Linked DNA regions of Mus musculus: region 2 is linked to region 1. The links are chromatin contacts, called in public promoter capture Hi-C maps. All regions are on one chromosome and are shown on one strand. Each heading gives the region's core, a stretch centred on a gene start, on an enhancer-like site or on the middle of the called end of the contact. The rest is flanking DNA. Distances are from core to core; before and after follow the strand shown. Region 1 holds the start of Ift81 (intraflagellar transport 81). Region 2 holds the start of Pptc7 (PTC7 protein phosphatase homolog).

Region 1 (6,736 bases), core at 1,837-4,336:
ATTGGTTACCTCATATTTTAAAAAAATCTTATTTCCATGATAGAATCCAGATCTTATCCTTTTGAAAATTAGATCTGGCAACCCTGAGCCCATATCTGTGCTTTGCCTCAACCAGGGAATGCAAATGGGGCCCATACACTTCAGGCCAGGCCTATTCTTTAGTGCTGTTTAGGTCTCCAAACGCTCCCTGCCCCCACGTTACTATGACTGGGTTAGCCTGGTAGACCTCAGCTCTGCTACCCTGTGTATTTCAGGCCTTGGTTTCCTTTTACCTTCAGTGAGGAAGCAGTTTCCAGTGTTCTGGCCTCCACCTCTCCTCAGATCATTTGTAAGCTTCTCATTTCTTATGAAATAAAGCTCTCAAGATCTGTATGAGCCAACTCAACTTAACCTTTCACTCTGAAACTTGAGCCCAGTCGCTGCTCCTGCTTCCACCTACGTTCAATCAACGCTGTTCTCTTTCTGCCTAACAATGATTGTTCCTCCTTTTCCCTCCTTAGCTGGATTGGATCTCACCACTCTCCCAGGCCCTGTTGGGACTCACAATCTCTCAGGAAATCCTCAAGGAACAAAGCCTGTCTGTCCTCCGTGCCCACCACACCACCGGCACAGCTTTCCTTAGGCAGCTTTGTATGTTGTTCTAGTTTCTTAGGGGCCTTCCTCTTCCTCCCCCCCCCCCTCTCTCTGGTAAACTGTACATTCCATGAGGAATCTATCCAATTCCATTCTGAACACATTAAATCGAGACTGAGGCGGTGATTTTTTTCTACTAGGTTGAATGAACTTGTTCATTGGCCTCAAGCTGGAAAGCAAAACAAACAGCCTGGAAGCCTGAGCATAAAAGGCTGTTACGGAAGATCATAGCCTTAAAACATTGGAGAGTACCCTGGGTTTGGTTCCCAGAACCCACGTGGTGACTCACAAGTACCCCTAACTTCGTTTCCAGGGGATCTTCTGAACATCTGCAGCATTAGGCATCCATGTGGCACACATACATAACAAGCAAAACATTCATATTTATAAAATAAATATTTTAAAGTTTATTTTTTTAATTTTTAATTAAAATTGAATAACTGATTTCTTAACAGCTGAAATGGCTTTACCAAGGGAAACTGCTTTACTAAAATGAAGTGCTGGGCTGGGGATTTATGATGGCTTGCCTAACATGTAGGAAGCCCTGGGTTTGATTCCCAGCACTGAATTAACTGGAGGTCCGTGAGCAGGCCTGTAACGTCAGCACTCAGGAGGTGGAAGCAGGAAGATCACAAGTTCAAGGTGGCCCTTGCTTGGCTACTTAGTGTGAGGTCAAAGCCGCTTGGGCGCCTTGAGACCTTGTCAAAATCACAGCAACAAAACTGAACTGCTATTCCTGAGCACTGCCCCACACTGTAAGCCCAGAAGTGAGGCGGCTGAGAAAGAAGGAGGCAAAGTTTAAGGCCAACCTGGGCTGCACTATAAGACCCTCTTAAACTAGAAAAGGTGAGGTGGACAAGACGACAAAGTCATCTCAATGCTTTCTTAGTTAAAACTATGAGACAGATACTGTTTCACTCAAGACATAAAGTAAGCCCTGAGCATCTTACTCCACCCCCCCCAACACACATGCTCGCGCGCTCTCTCTCTCTCTCTCTCTCTCTCTTTCTCTCCTTTTAAAACAGGTTTTGCTGTGTAGCCTTAGCTGGCCTGGAACTCACGGTGTAGACCAAGCTTCTCTCTCCTGAGTGCTGGAATTAAAATCAAGAGCCACCAAGTCTGGCATGAAATGGGTTCTTTAATTGGGTGGGTGAAGCTTACATTTAGAAGACATTTGGAAGAAAGGAAGGAAGGAAAGGAGGAAGGAAGCTAGAAGGAAGGAAATAAAGTTGTTCTAAAAGATAAGAAAGGATGGCACAACCAGTATGGTTGCTAAATTTAAGGTTTCTTTTTAAGTTTATATATAAAGACTATCTCAGGGATAGTAGTGTGCAATTTTAATCTCAGTGCTAGGAGGCAGAGGCAGGAGGATTTCTGAGTTTGAGGCCAGCCTGGTCTACAGAGTGAGTTCCTGGCCAGCCAGGACTCTACAGAGAAGCATTGTCTCAAAAAACAAGCCAGAAATAAATAAATTACAGAGAATATCTTTACTTTTTAAAAACTTGGGAGGCTCAAGTTTTCAACTGTAAAAATATAATACACATCCTTATATCCACATATATTTAAACTAATTTAGAAGTTGTCCATACGGCTTTTTCTTCTCTGAGAAACACAAAATCAAACCAAATATCTGGATAAGCAAGAAAATGTTGCCAAGAGAAGAAAAGGGGAGGGGCTCACGATTATTACAGGCAACTTAATGGTTGCTAAGGGTGGGGAACCATAATTAAACTCATTGGACCTCCAAAAGAAAAGGGGAGTGAGGTGGGGGCAAAAAAGTCGAAGGGAGAAGGGTTAGGAAATGGATTCCGTGGGAGCAGGAAAGCGAAGAGCGAGAAACGGGGATGGGGTGATGGAATACACTATATGTATGCATGTGTGAATACAGTGGTACCCATTATGCGCAACTAATACACGCCAAGTTTCCAAACTTTTTTAAGAAAAGAAATGAGCTGCGTTGCCCCACCAGCTTTCAGAGGACAGAGATGCTCTTGAACCAGGTAGGGCTGTCGCTGCCCGCCGGGCGCTGCGCGCTAAAATTAGCAAAAGCAATTACTCTCCCTCTTCCAGCGCAACCGGCCGAGCTAATTCACCAGCACTCACCCACTGCAGCACCCAGGGGGAGCCGGGGCAAGAATTAAAACCAGGACGCGCGTGGTATCCGGCCCAGCCGGGGCAGCGCGCGCAGGCCTACGGCCTCCTGCGACGCCCGGAGACCGAGGGGGACCCGCGCGGCCGACCCCCCGCCCCCCGACAGGCCCTGCTGCCGCCACCGGCCGGGAGCGGGCGCAGCTTGACGGGATTCGGGGGTTCGCGGAGTTCCCGACCGCGAGTTGGCGGGGGTTACCTCAAATCCTCCTCACGAAACCACCTCCCCACCCTCGGGAGGCACTGGGGCGCTTGCGGGTTCTTAGAGACCGCTCCTTGGCAACGGTTGCCATGCGGTGACGTCACTTCCTCTGGCTCGGGGAGGAGGGGGGCGCGCGCACACCGGAGGGCGGAGCCTCGGGCTGGAAAGCTTGGCCCTGGTACCTGGGGTTCCGAACCTCTGCAGAAAGCCTAGGGTGACTCTGGCTGTTATTCCCACTTAGACTCCTGCTGATAATAACCTTTGCGAACCGTCTACCGTTCTCACCTTGACAAAGGGCTTAACCTGTGCTGTTTGCGTGTGCTGTTTCATTCATTCATTCATTTATTTACCAAACTTGGGGCGACTTGTTTGAAGCAGGACTGGATAGGGTTTGGGGTCAGAAAGCATTGGGCGTGGTTTCCGAATTTAGGTTTTCGACGAAAGAATCTCCAGGTTAAATCATGCATGGAACAATTATAAACTATGGATTGAGAGACCCAGACATGGAGAGGAGAGACAGACCGGGACAAATGGAGGCCTACTCTGAAAACTAGGTTAGATGCTCAGACATCCTTGGAGAAACAGTAAATGTAATACCAGACTTGCCACAACCTCAAGCTAACAAATGATAAATTAGGCATTCCATACTGCTGACTGCTGGAAATGCAATAGAGAACAAGACCCAATAGGGTTGGTTCTGTCCTCACAGAGATGATGGGGAAAGAGAGGCAATATAGTTAAACAGCCCAGGACGGAGAGAAATGTACCAAGATGTCTCAGTGATGACAGAGTATGTGTGACGTTTACTGGGGGACAGGGATGGCTGAAGGAATCATACTGTCATGTCTCCATTAGACAGAGCGCTGTTTAAAGACCAGTAAAAAGAATCCAAATGACCTGTTGAGGTAGCTCAACTGGTAAAGGCGCTTGGCACACAAACCTAGAGACAGGTTCCACAGAGACAGATTGTGGTGTCCCCACCTGCTACAGACGAAAGGAGGAACTGACTTCACCCTGTGATTCCTTGGTGGGATTCACTGAGGAGTCTAAGAAGACATTCCTAGCAACAGTTTTACAGCATAGAGACCTTGCTTATTCTGTCTGAAACAAACTGTGGGTAGCTTTTCTTTTCCCCCCAGAGACGCCTGGTCAAGTCTGGTATGTAAGCTCCTAATGGTACCTTCTAACTGAACTGTGTTTGAGATTTTGAATAGATTTCTAACAGGCTCTAACAGCGGTTCTGAAAGCTTGTCACTTCTACCTCACCTCCCGCTCCACCCCCTCTTCCTCCACCTCCTCATCCTGTTCTCCTATAGCCTGTGCTAGGAAAGAACTCTACCACTGAGTTACACCTCCGACCTTGCTTTTTATTTTATTACATCATTAATTTATTGTGTGTAGGAGGGCCGGGCCCGTTGTGAGCAAGGCCACCCCTGGGCATGTGGGCCTGGCCGATGTAAGAAAGGTAGCTGAGAATCTCAGGAGAAGCAGGCCAGTAAGAAGTATTCCTTTGTGGTTCCTGCTTCAAGCTCCTGCCTTTTCTTTCCTGATGACGGACTATGATCTGTAAACTAAGTAAATCATTTCCTCCCCAAGTTGTTTTTGGTCATGGTAGTTTATTACGGAAATAGAAAGCAAACTAAAACAGGTGCTTAGATGCTGTGTCATTGGGAAGTTCATATCACTCCTGTATGACTTAATCTAAGAGTTCACTGTCATCTTGACTTGCTCTCTCCCCCCATCTCTGTCTCCTCCCCCTTTGCTCTGAATGGGCTGCTAGTACTGGTGGGCTGCTAGTACTGGGAGGCTTACCCCTGTCCTGGCAGCCTAGTGTTCCAGAAAGTTCTCGGCGAAGACTCTCATTGGCCCAAAAGATGTTAGACTGTTGCCCCCATATGTTCATTTTTATTTTATGTATTTTATGTGTACAGATGTTTTTGTCTGCGTGTGTGTACACCACATGCATGCAGTGCCCATGGAGGCCAGAAGGGAGAGCATCAGACCCTTGGAAATGGAGTTAGAGACTGCTACCAGCCATTATGTGTGTGTGACAAGAATCAAACTTGGGTTCTCTGGAAGAGCAGCACATGATTTTAATGCCTAAGCCATCTCCCCGGACCCGGAGATGATTCCCTTTTTAAATTTTTAAAAAATGCTTTTGGTCATATTTGATTTTGAAACAGTCTTGCAAGCCAGGCAGTGATGGCGCATGCCTTTAATCCCAGCACTTGGGAGGCAGAGGCAGGCAGATCTCTGAGTTTGAGGCCAGCCTGGTCTACAGAGTGAGTTCCAGGACAGCCAAAGAACAGACACAGAGAAGCCCTGACTCAAGAAGAAGAAGAAGAAGGAGGAGGAGGAGGAGGAGGAGGAGGAGGAGGAGGAGGAGGAGGAGGAGAAAAAGAAGCAGTCTTGGTAAGTCACCCATGCTGACCTTGGATCTTTGGTCCTCCTGTCTCAGCTGGGGTACTCCTCCTGTGTAGCTGGGATACCACTGTGCCACACTCCATTCTGTTTGCTTGGTTTGTTTGTTTGTTTGTTTGAAACATGGTCTTTAACATATTGCCCAGACCTGTTTGGAACTCATTGTGTGGCCCAGGCTGGCCTCAAACTCTGCCCTGGCTCCACCTTATATAGGCACGGACACCACACCCCGGTTCAAACCATTCTTGAATCAATCAATTCTTTTCTTACAGCACCAGGAACAGTGGATGAGGGTGGCTCTCCAAAAGGAAGGGCTGGGCTTGTTAGCAGAGGAAGAGATGGTGTTTCATCAAGAGCAAGTATTGGCCAGTTGTGTTGGGAGAGACTGCTACTATGTCTCAAAGCTGGGAATGTGGCTGAATTGGTAGAGCGCTTGCCTAGAATGCACAAAGCCCTGGGTTTGATCCCCAGCACCACTTAAAACGGGCAGCGCCGAGGAGTTAAAGGCGAGACTCTCAGCCATTCTAGGTCATCCTTAATCACATAATGAGCTTGAGGCCAGCCTGTGCTAGGCGGGAGGGAGGGAAACTGAGTCAGTAGTAAAGGCTCTTGCTGCCGAGCCTCATGACCTGAGTTTGATTTCTGGAGCCCACAGAGTGGAAGGAAAGAACAGTCTCCTGAAACTCGTCCTCTGAGCTCCACATAAGGGCACAGGAGATAATTTAAAACGAAAGAAAATGCACATGTATTCATTGTATGGAGTGGATACAATGTTTCTTCTTTGTTTCCCCACCCAAAAAAAAAAAAAATCTGTCTCTCGTGATGGCAAGGGTCCACAGGGGTAATAGTAGAGTCCCTAGATCTTCACAGACGTCTGAGGGGGGCCACACATGCACCGTCTCCAGCCCCTTTTCAGTTCAGAACTTCCAAACAAAAGCCTCCCTGTGCAGAATCCAATGAATCCAAGCCAGTTTTCTGTTTGGGGCCTTAAATTTAGACTTATCATCCTGACCAGGAGATATTTCTGGATCCTGAACGAGCATTCAGTGAATGCCAGTTTCCAAGATGCCATCCCATCTGGGGTGGCTGTGCACACTACCCGAGTTATCTTATCCTTTGGAAACAGGGGAAAATGACCCAGACACTGGGACACACTCAGAAGTGGGTCATTTCATGACCCAAGAATTGTCATTTAACACCTTGGTCATCTAGGCTACGTGGAGATGAAAGTCATTAGATCTAAATGGAAACCTGAATTGAGGTTTGAGTGTACCCCAAGCTCTCTCCGCTCTGGCGGTTGGATCTTGTGGGCACATGTGGTAGCAGGATGTG
Region 2 (6,736 bases), core at 2,625-5,124, 330 kb before region 1:
TCACCACTTCTTGGCCTCTGAGAGCAGCAACTGACCTCCCAGGAATCCTTGAAGTGCTAGGAATGTAACTCCACTAAGGAGGAAAACTCAGGGTTTCTCAAGTCCAGTGAAATGTCAGATATGAATTGTCCCCCTAGGGGAGAGCAGCGCGAGGTGTTTTGCAAAGTCCTTTCCCCTGGCTTTTCTGATGAAACTTCAGAGCTGGCGTTAGAACCAATAATTCCAGGGAACCTACCCCCGCCTCCCCTGCACATGCAAGAAAAGAACACAGGAACTTTGAGAAAGGACGGTTTGCCACATGCCTCAGAAAGCAACCCGTCGGCAGAAATCTCGGCGGCTGGAAACTCAAGGCACGTGACACCCAAAGTCGCCACCGCAGACTTAACTGGGGACACAGGTTATGGCAAAGGCCAGGCAAGCGAGCCACCTGTCTTCCCGCTGGCCCAATCCAACCGGTTTTCATGACCGACATGGAAATTGGGTAATTATACCTGCCTTGAAAAATAAGTTTGATTGGTCTGCGGGAGCCGGACAAGGCAAGGAACGGGTTGGCATACCGTCTTAAAGAAAAAAAACTTGTCCTTGGGGTAGGATTACCTGACAGGCTGGCTGGGACTGGCTAGTGGCGTGTGTGTGGTTTAAAGAGCAACCTTTAGCGCAGTTGGCAGAGACGGAAATGCCAAGCAACAGAGGATAGAGGATTCCAGAGAGACACTGCCCCCTCTTTTGGACATGTGCCAGTTATTGTATTGTAACACACACACACACACACACACACACACACACACACACACAAAGCAAGATGTGAATGCTTCCCTTTTTATCTCCAAAGTGAACTTCTGTTTTGTATATCCAGCCACTCATCATAGGAAGTGATTTATCAGGCTTAGTTCTGATGCGAACCTTTGAGTTACAGAAGAGCTTGGGCTTGGCATGCAGAAGTGAACTGCAGAAGTGTTTAAGAACAAGAGTAATTAGGCGACATAGTAATGGGTGTTTAGTTGGCAGGACTTTAGGTATATTAAAAAAAAAAACCAACAACACTGCATCTTAAAAAAGGACCATTAAATGACTGCAGTGACTGGAATGCTGTTCAGAGTGGATCTAGAAAAAGGCAAACATTCCTGGATGAGTTTTTTTTTTTATGTTACAATTTTAAATTATGGCGTGAGAGAGAACTCCATAGGTTCAGGCATTTACTGTGCAGCCCTGGAAACACGAGTTTGATTCCTAGAACCCGTGGAAGGTGGAAGGGAAGAGCTGGTCTCCTGATCGCTGTCCTTTGACCTCAGTCTTGCATACATATGGTATGTGTCCCCCAACCTCCACACCCTGGATATGCAAGTGCCTATGTACACACACACACACACACACACACACACACACACACACACACACAGGCACACACATACACTTATACACAATATTAAGTTAAACTACAAATTATTTCACATTGGATTACTAAAGGCCAATTCTATTGTTTGTGAATTCCACCTTTCCAAACATTTCCTTCCATTCTGATAGTATGTATGGTCTAGCCCACTGTTCTTTCTTTTACCAAACAGATCAGACATTTACAAACTTCTCTCCCATGTGCCAGATATTAGATTAAACCCTGATGATATGATGCCTATTTGCCTCCACCCCTGAGTAACCCGGTCTGTAGTGAAATCCCATGGTCTGGGAGCACAACAGAGAACACAGATATCTAAGATCCCCTTAGATATGGAATTACATCCTCACTGGTAGAAGAAAGAATAAAGGAAAGGTTTTGGGGCAGCTGTGTGCTTGGCAGGAGGCCAGTCAGCAAGGAAACACCAAATAGCTAGAAAAGGTATTTTGGACCTAGATCATTTATACACCACCCACACTGGCTAGGAATGAAACCTCAATGTGTATATGTTTATGACACATACCAACACTGTAAATGAGATAAACTGGGCATGCTAGTGTGTGCTTATAAGGCTGGGCAATTGACCTGTAGAGGAAGGAGAAACAGGACTGAGTTCAAGTCAGCCTTAGGCAAACAGAAAGTTCAAGGTCAGCCTAAGTTATAGGAGATCCTGTCTTTACAACAAAATACTAGAGACTGGAGGGATAGCTCAGCAGTCAAGAGCACTGACTGCTCTTCTAGAGGACCTGGGTTGGATTCCCATCACCTATATGGCTGCTCACAACTGTCTGTAACTCCAGTTTTAAGAGATCGAATGCTCTCTTCTGAGGCCCCAGGGGCACTGCACACACATGACATAGGACACACATGTAGAAAAAACACATAAAATAAGAATAACTCACTCTGTAGACCAGACTGGCCTCGAACTCAGAAATCCACCTGCCTCTGCTTCCCAAGTGCTGGGATTAAAGGCGTGCGCCACCACTGCTCAGCTTAAAAAGTTCTCTTAAGAACAGTAATGACGGGCTGGAGAGATGGCTCAGTGGTTAAGAGCACCGACTGCTCTTCCGAAGATCCTGAGTTCAAATCCCAGCAACCACATGGTAGCTCACAACCATCCATAATGAGATCTGACGCCCTCTTCTGGTGTGTCTGAAGACAGTTACAGTGTACTTAGATATAATAATAAATAAATCTTAAAAAAAAAAAAAAAGAACAGTAATGACGATGATGATGATAAAGAGTCTTTGCTGTTACTCAACTGAAATAATTTCTTAGGGAAATAACTTACAATTGTTAATATTTGGGGAAGGCTGTTTGATCTTTGTTCAAATAGGCCAAGAGTTTTAGAAAAAATAAAATAGAAAGTGCCCCCTCTCTTCTTTATCTCCCTCTCTCTTCTTTCTTTCTTTCTCTCTCTTTCTCTCTCTCTTTCTTTCTTTCTTTCTTTCTTTCTTTCTTTCTTTCTTTCTTTCTTTCTTTCTTTCTTTCTTTTTTGAGACAGGGTGTCTATGTAACCTTAACTGACCTGTAACTCACTATGTAGATCAGGCTGGCCTCATGTTCACAGATCTGCCTACCTCTGCCTCCTAACTGCCAGGGATTAGAGCTATAGGCCATCATGCCTGACCCCTTCTTTCTGCCAAGGGATGACCCTCTTGAAAAGAGAAGGCAGCTGTGGCTGGAGAAAGAGGCCTCATCTTGGCAGTTCTCTCAGCCCTCCACAGTTTCTGAAGGCCTCCAAATCAGAGGCAGGAAAAAGACCTGCTTGGCCAGGTTGACTGTCAAACTTAGGATCTAGGGTACTAGATCTGGGGCTTTCAAGACACAGGAATAATGGAAATGTTAGGATTGCCGTTTCTCACCCAGTATACTAGATGGTGTAGAATCCCAATCTTGGTTTCTTACAGTTATGTAAAGGAATATATATAGAGAGAGGGTGTGTGTATGTGGTGTGTATGGAAGAAACTGTTAAACAAGATATAGTGGCACATAATTTGTAATCCTTGAACTTGAGAAGCTGTAGGCAAGATCAGAAGGAATCCAAGGCCAACCTTGGTGACAGAGCGAGTCTGAGGTCAGCCTGTGCTTGATGAAACTCTATCTCAAAAAAATCAGAAGAGGGAAAAAAAAAGGTGGTGAGAGAGAAAAAAAATCAAAACAGGACACCCATTCTAATTCCCCCCCAAAAAAAACCCCCAACAACCCAGTCTACCGGTCATTCTCAATAATTTACAGTCCTCTGGTAAATCTAACTCCTGGATCACAGGTAGCCAAGACCAAAGCGACTATAACTCTTAACTACGACTTCCAGGAGACACTGCGCCCACACCCTTTGCGCACGCTCGATTCCGGTGACTACATAGGGCTGCGAGTCCGAGGGGGCGGGGCTTGGACCTGAGCCGCGGAGAGGGGGCGGGGCCGGGGCGGGGTCGGAGAGGGGGCGGCGCTGCCGGCGCGGCCCGGAACACGCTAGTGGAGCGGAAGATGGCGGCGGCGGCGGCGGCTGCAGCCGGGACCCCAGTGTGGTTGAGGCGGAGGAGCCGCCGGCTCTGACCTCGCTCTGGCTCCAGTGCGTGCGGTAGAGCGTGTGCGAGGCCCCGTGCGGCGGGCAGGGGCGGCAGTGGCCAGTGCGCGCCGCCCTGAGGAACGCCCCGGCGGCGCGGCTGCGGCGGAGGAGAGAGCCGGCTCCGGGCCTCGGCGTCCTCCGGCGCCCCGGGCCCCGCGCCTCCTCGGGGGGGCGGCGGCGGCGATGTTCTCGGTCTTGTCGTATGGACGCCTGGTGGCCCGTGCCGTGCTCGGCGGCCTGTCGCAGACCGACCCCAGGGCGGGCGGCGGCGGCGGCGGCGGTGGTGGCAGCAGCGGCGACTACGGGTTGGTGACGGCGGGCTGCGGCTTCGGCAAGGACTTCCGTAAGGGCCTGCTCAAGAAGGGCGCGTGCTACGGGGACGACGCGTGTTTCGTGGCCCGCCACCGCTCGGCCGACGTCCTGGGTGAGTCCCCCGGCCCCAAGTCGGCCTCCTGGGGACTCCGGAGTGCGAGTCTTCCCTGCTTCCTCCGCTGAGCGCAGCGCAGCGCCTTGCCGAGCGCCCCGAGATGCGTTTTCTGCCTCACGATCCCTCCCTCCCCATCCCCACACTTTAGAAATGGGGAAACTGAGGGACAGAGCGGTGGAGCCACGTGCCCAAGGTCACCGCCTTGGGAATGTGTCCAGTCCGTCCCGGTGCAGAACCGCGCACTCTTCTTAGTCACAGCCCCCACGCGACCTCGTCCTCCTCGTTCGGCGACACCTGCAGGCTGCTAACCTCGCTTTGCCTCACTCCCTCCTCCCTCTTGGCGCCCCGGGAATCCCTGCTTCTTGGCGAGCTCCTGACGCCACGGCCCGGTCCCAGCTGCGGGATCCGGGAGCAGACCCGAAGACAGACGGCGGGGAGCCCACAGCCCCCCGTCGTGGGTTCTTCCCGCTGCCTGGACCGTCCTCGGATTGCCATCCTTTTCGGGAAGGGCCGTGGGGTTGTGGGTGGACTGCTGGCCTGGTTAGAAATTCTAGCAGTGCTTTCTCCCTAACCCAGCTTGTCTACTTGAGGTCACTTGGGGGTGGCAGAAAGGTCTCCTTGACCCAAAATAGAATGGCTGGACCTGCTTGTAGGCTGCAGCCAAAAAGGCTGTGAGACTCGGTCACAGCTTTTTAGGCCACAGGTGCTTCCTAAGATCTATCCCAGTTACTAGAGGAGAGAGAGAGAGAGAGAGGAGAGAGAGAGAAAGAGAGAGAGAGAGAGAGAGAGAGAGAGAGAGCTGTCCAAAGGCCTAAACAAATGCACAAGCTGTCAGAAACTTTACCTAGGGTATGCCCTTGGAGAGTTCCCTGTATGCCACTAAAGGTCTTTCAGTTCGGGAAGCTCTTCTTTTGATATTGAAGGACAGACTGTCATTGGCGCCTAGGTTCAAATGTCACGTTGGTTTCACTTCTCCAGTGACATTGAGTTTATGGTTACTTAAAAGCTTCATAGGCTTAGACAAAATATGGCATCGGAGCAAATAATAGTTTTTGTGACAGTAATTGTTTGCCGTTTTTTTTTTCTCCTTCTTTCTTTTTCGTGTGAACAGTGTCTTTGTAGCTCGTTTGCTGTTTAGTGCAGGCTGACCTTCAGCTCTTGCTGAAGATACAGGTGTGTGCCCAGCTCCCAGCTCTTGACATTTTCAAATCAGATAACCTTGTGAGTTTTGGTTTTGTCACATGGAGTGTTTGTAAGCATGATACCGGGGTTGGTTCTCATTTTAATTGATGAATAACCTCTTCATCTGTGTTGAGAAAAATCTTGTAGTATTTAGACCGCACTATTGGTACCAACCTTTCAGAGAGCCTCCCTAGGTTTGGAAGTATACAGATTCGCCGTGAAGTCTATTGAGAGGCTGCCGTTTGCGGCTTCTGCAAGTCACCTAGGCAGCCAGCAGCCCTTCGCTTGGGGAACTTAGGGTCTGTGCTGCCTTTGAAGTCACAGTGAGCCGTGGGTAGTATAGGCTGCTAACTTGCCACCCATGCATGAGGCCCTTGTTCAAGACCCAACACCACCAAAAAGATGTCAGGAGCTGCAGTCATACGGACAGGTTAAGCGATGATGAGCCAGGAAAGGTCGTTTTATAAAGCTGACTACAAGCTAGTTTTTTGGGCTTGATTTTATTTTTGTGAGAAATCTGTGGTTTGATTGATTGGCAGTAATAGTACTTTCTAGACCTGGGTCTGAGCATATCACATTGACAAATACCTGGAGTGAACCACTCTTAGGGTTTGTTTGTTTGTTTTTCGAGACAGGGTTTCTCTGTGTAGCCCTGGCTGTCCTGGAACTCACTTTGTAGATCAGGCTGGCCTCGAACTCAGAAATTCACCTGCCTCTGCCTCCCAAGTGCTGGGATTAAAGGCATGTGCCACCACTGCCCAGCTTACAAATTATTCTTTATCATAGCTATATATGTATTTGAAAAAGTACTTAGAGGGTTCAGTACTCTCTGAGGCTCAGGCATCCACTAGGGGCCTTGAATGTATCCCTCAAGAAGAAAGGGGACTACTGTATCTGAATGTATTAAGTCTCTGCTGAATTTGAACACGCTGCTATCTTGGCATTGTGGCATATTTACAAGGGTACGGGAGATACTGGTCAGACCCTTTCTAAAAAAGCACAGATTTCATCTCCTGCTCTGGCATTCTGGCAGAAACCATGCCTACTTTGAGGTTAAGCTTTGCAACTAAGTAGCTCTGTAATTTGTGGTCTTGGGTGGACTTTCTGAGTCTGCGGTCCTTATCTGGAAAAGATGAAAGGAGTAGGCTGTCAGACTTAATGTGGA

The links. Promoter capture Hi-C pulls out the DNA fragments that hold promoters and counts their contacts.
Region 2: a promoter capture Hi-C map of the SN4741 cell line shows a contact between it and region 1, with 2.9 times the contacts expected there. The contact joins the promoter of Pptc7 here to the promoter of Ift81 in region 1. A contact is called at or near these places in 5 of 39 promoter capture datasets (HPC-7-derived erythroid cells, the SN4741 cell line, hippocampal neurons and 2 more), 2 of 484 Hi-C or Micro-C datasets (large pre-B cells and pre-B cells), 2 of 115 datasets of contacts at active chromatin or transcription factors (cardiomyocytes and embryonic stem cells) and 2 of 9 other capture datasets (adipose tissue and liver).

Annotation. Positions count from the first base shown.
Region 1 is chr5:122,611,458-122,618,193 of GRCm38.p6, forward strand. Ift81 (intraflagellar transport 81) reads right to left here and starts at 3,087. Exons shown (of 19, transcript NM_009879.4): 1 at 2,981-3,087.
Region 2 is chr5:122,280,524-122,287,259 of GRCm38.p6, forward strand. It overlaps Pptc7 (PTC7 protein phosphatase homolog), which reads left to right and starts at 3,875. Exons shown (of 6, transcript NM_177242.4): 1 at 3,875-4,386. The coding sequence starts at 4,146.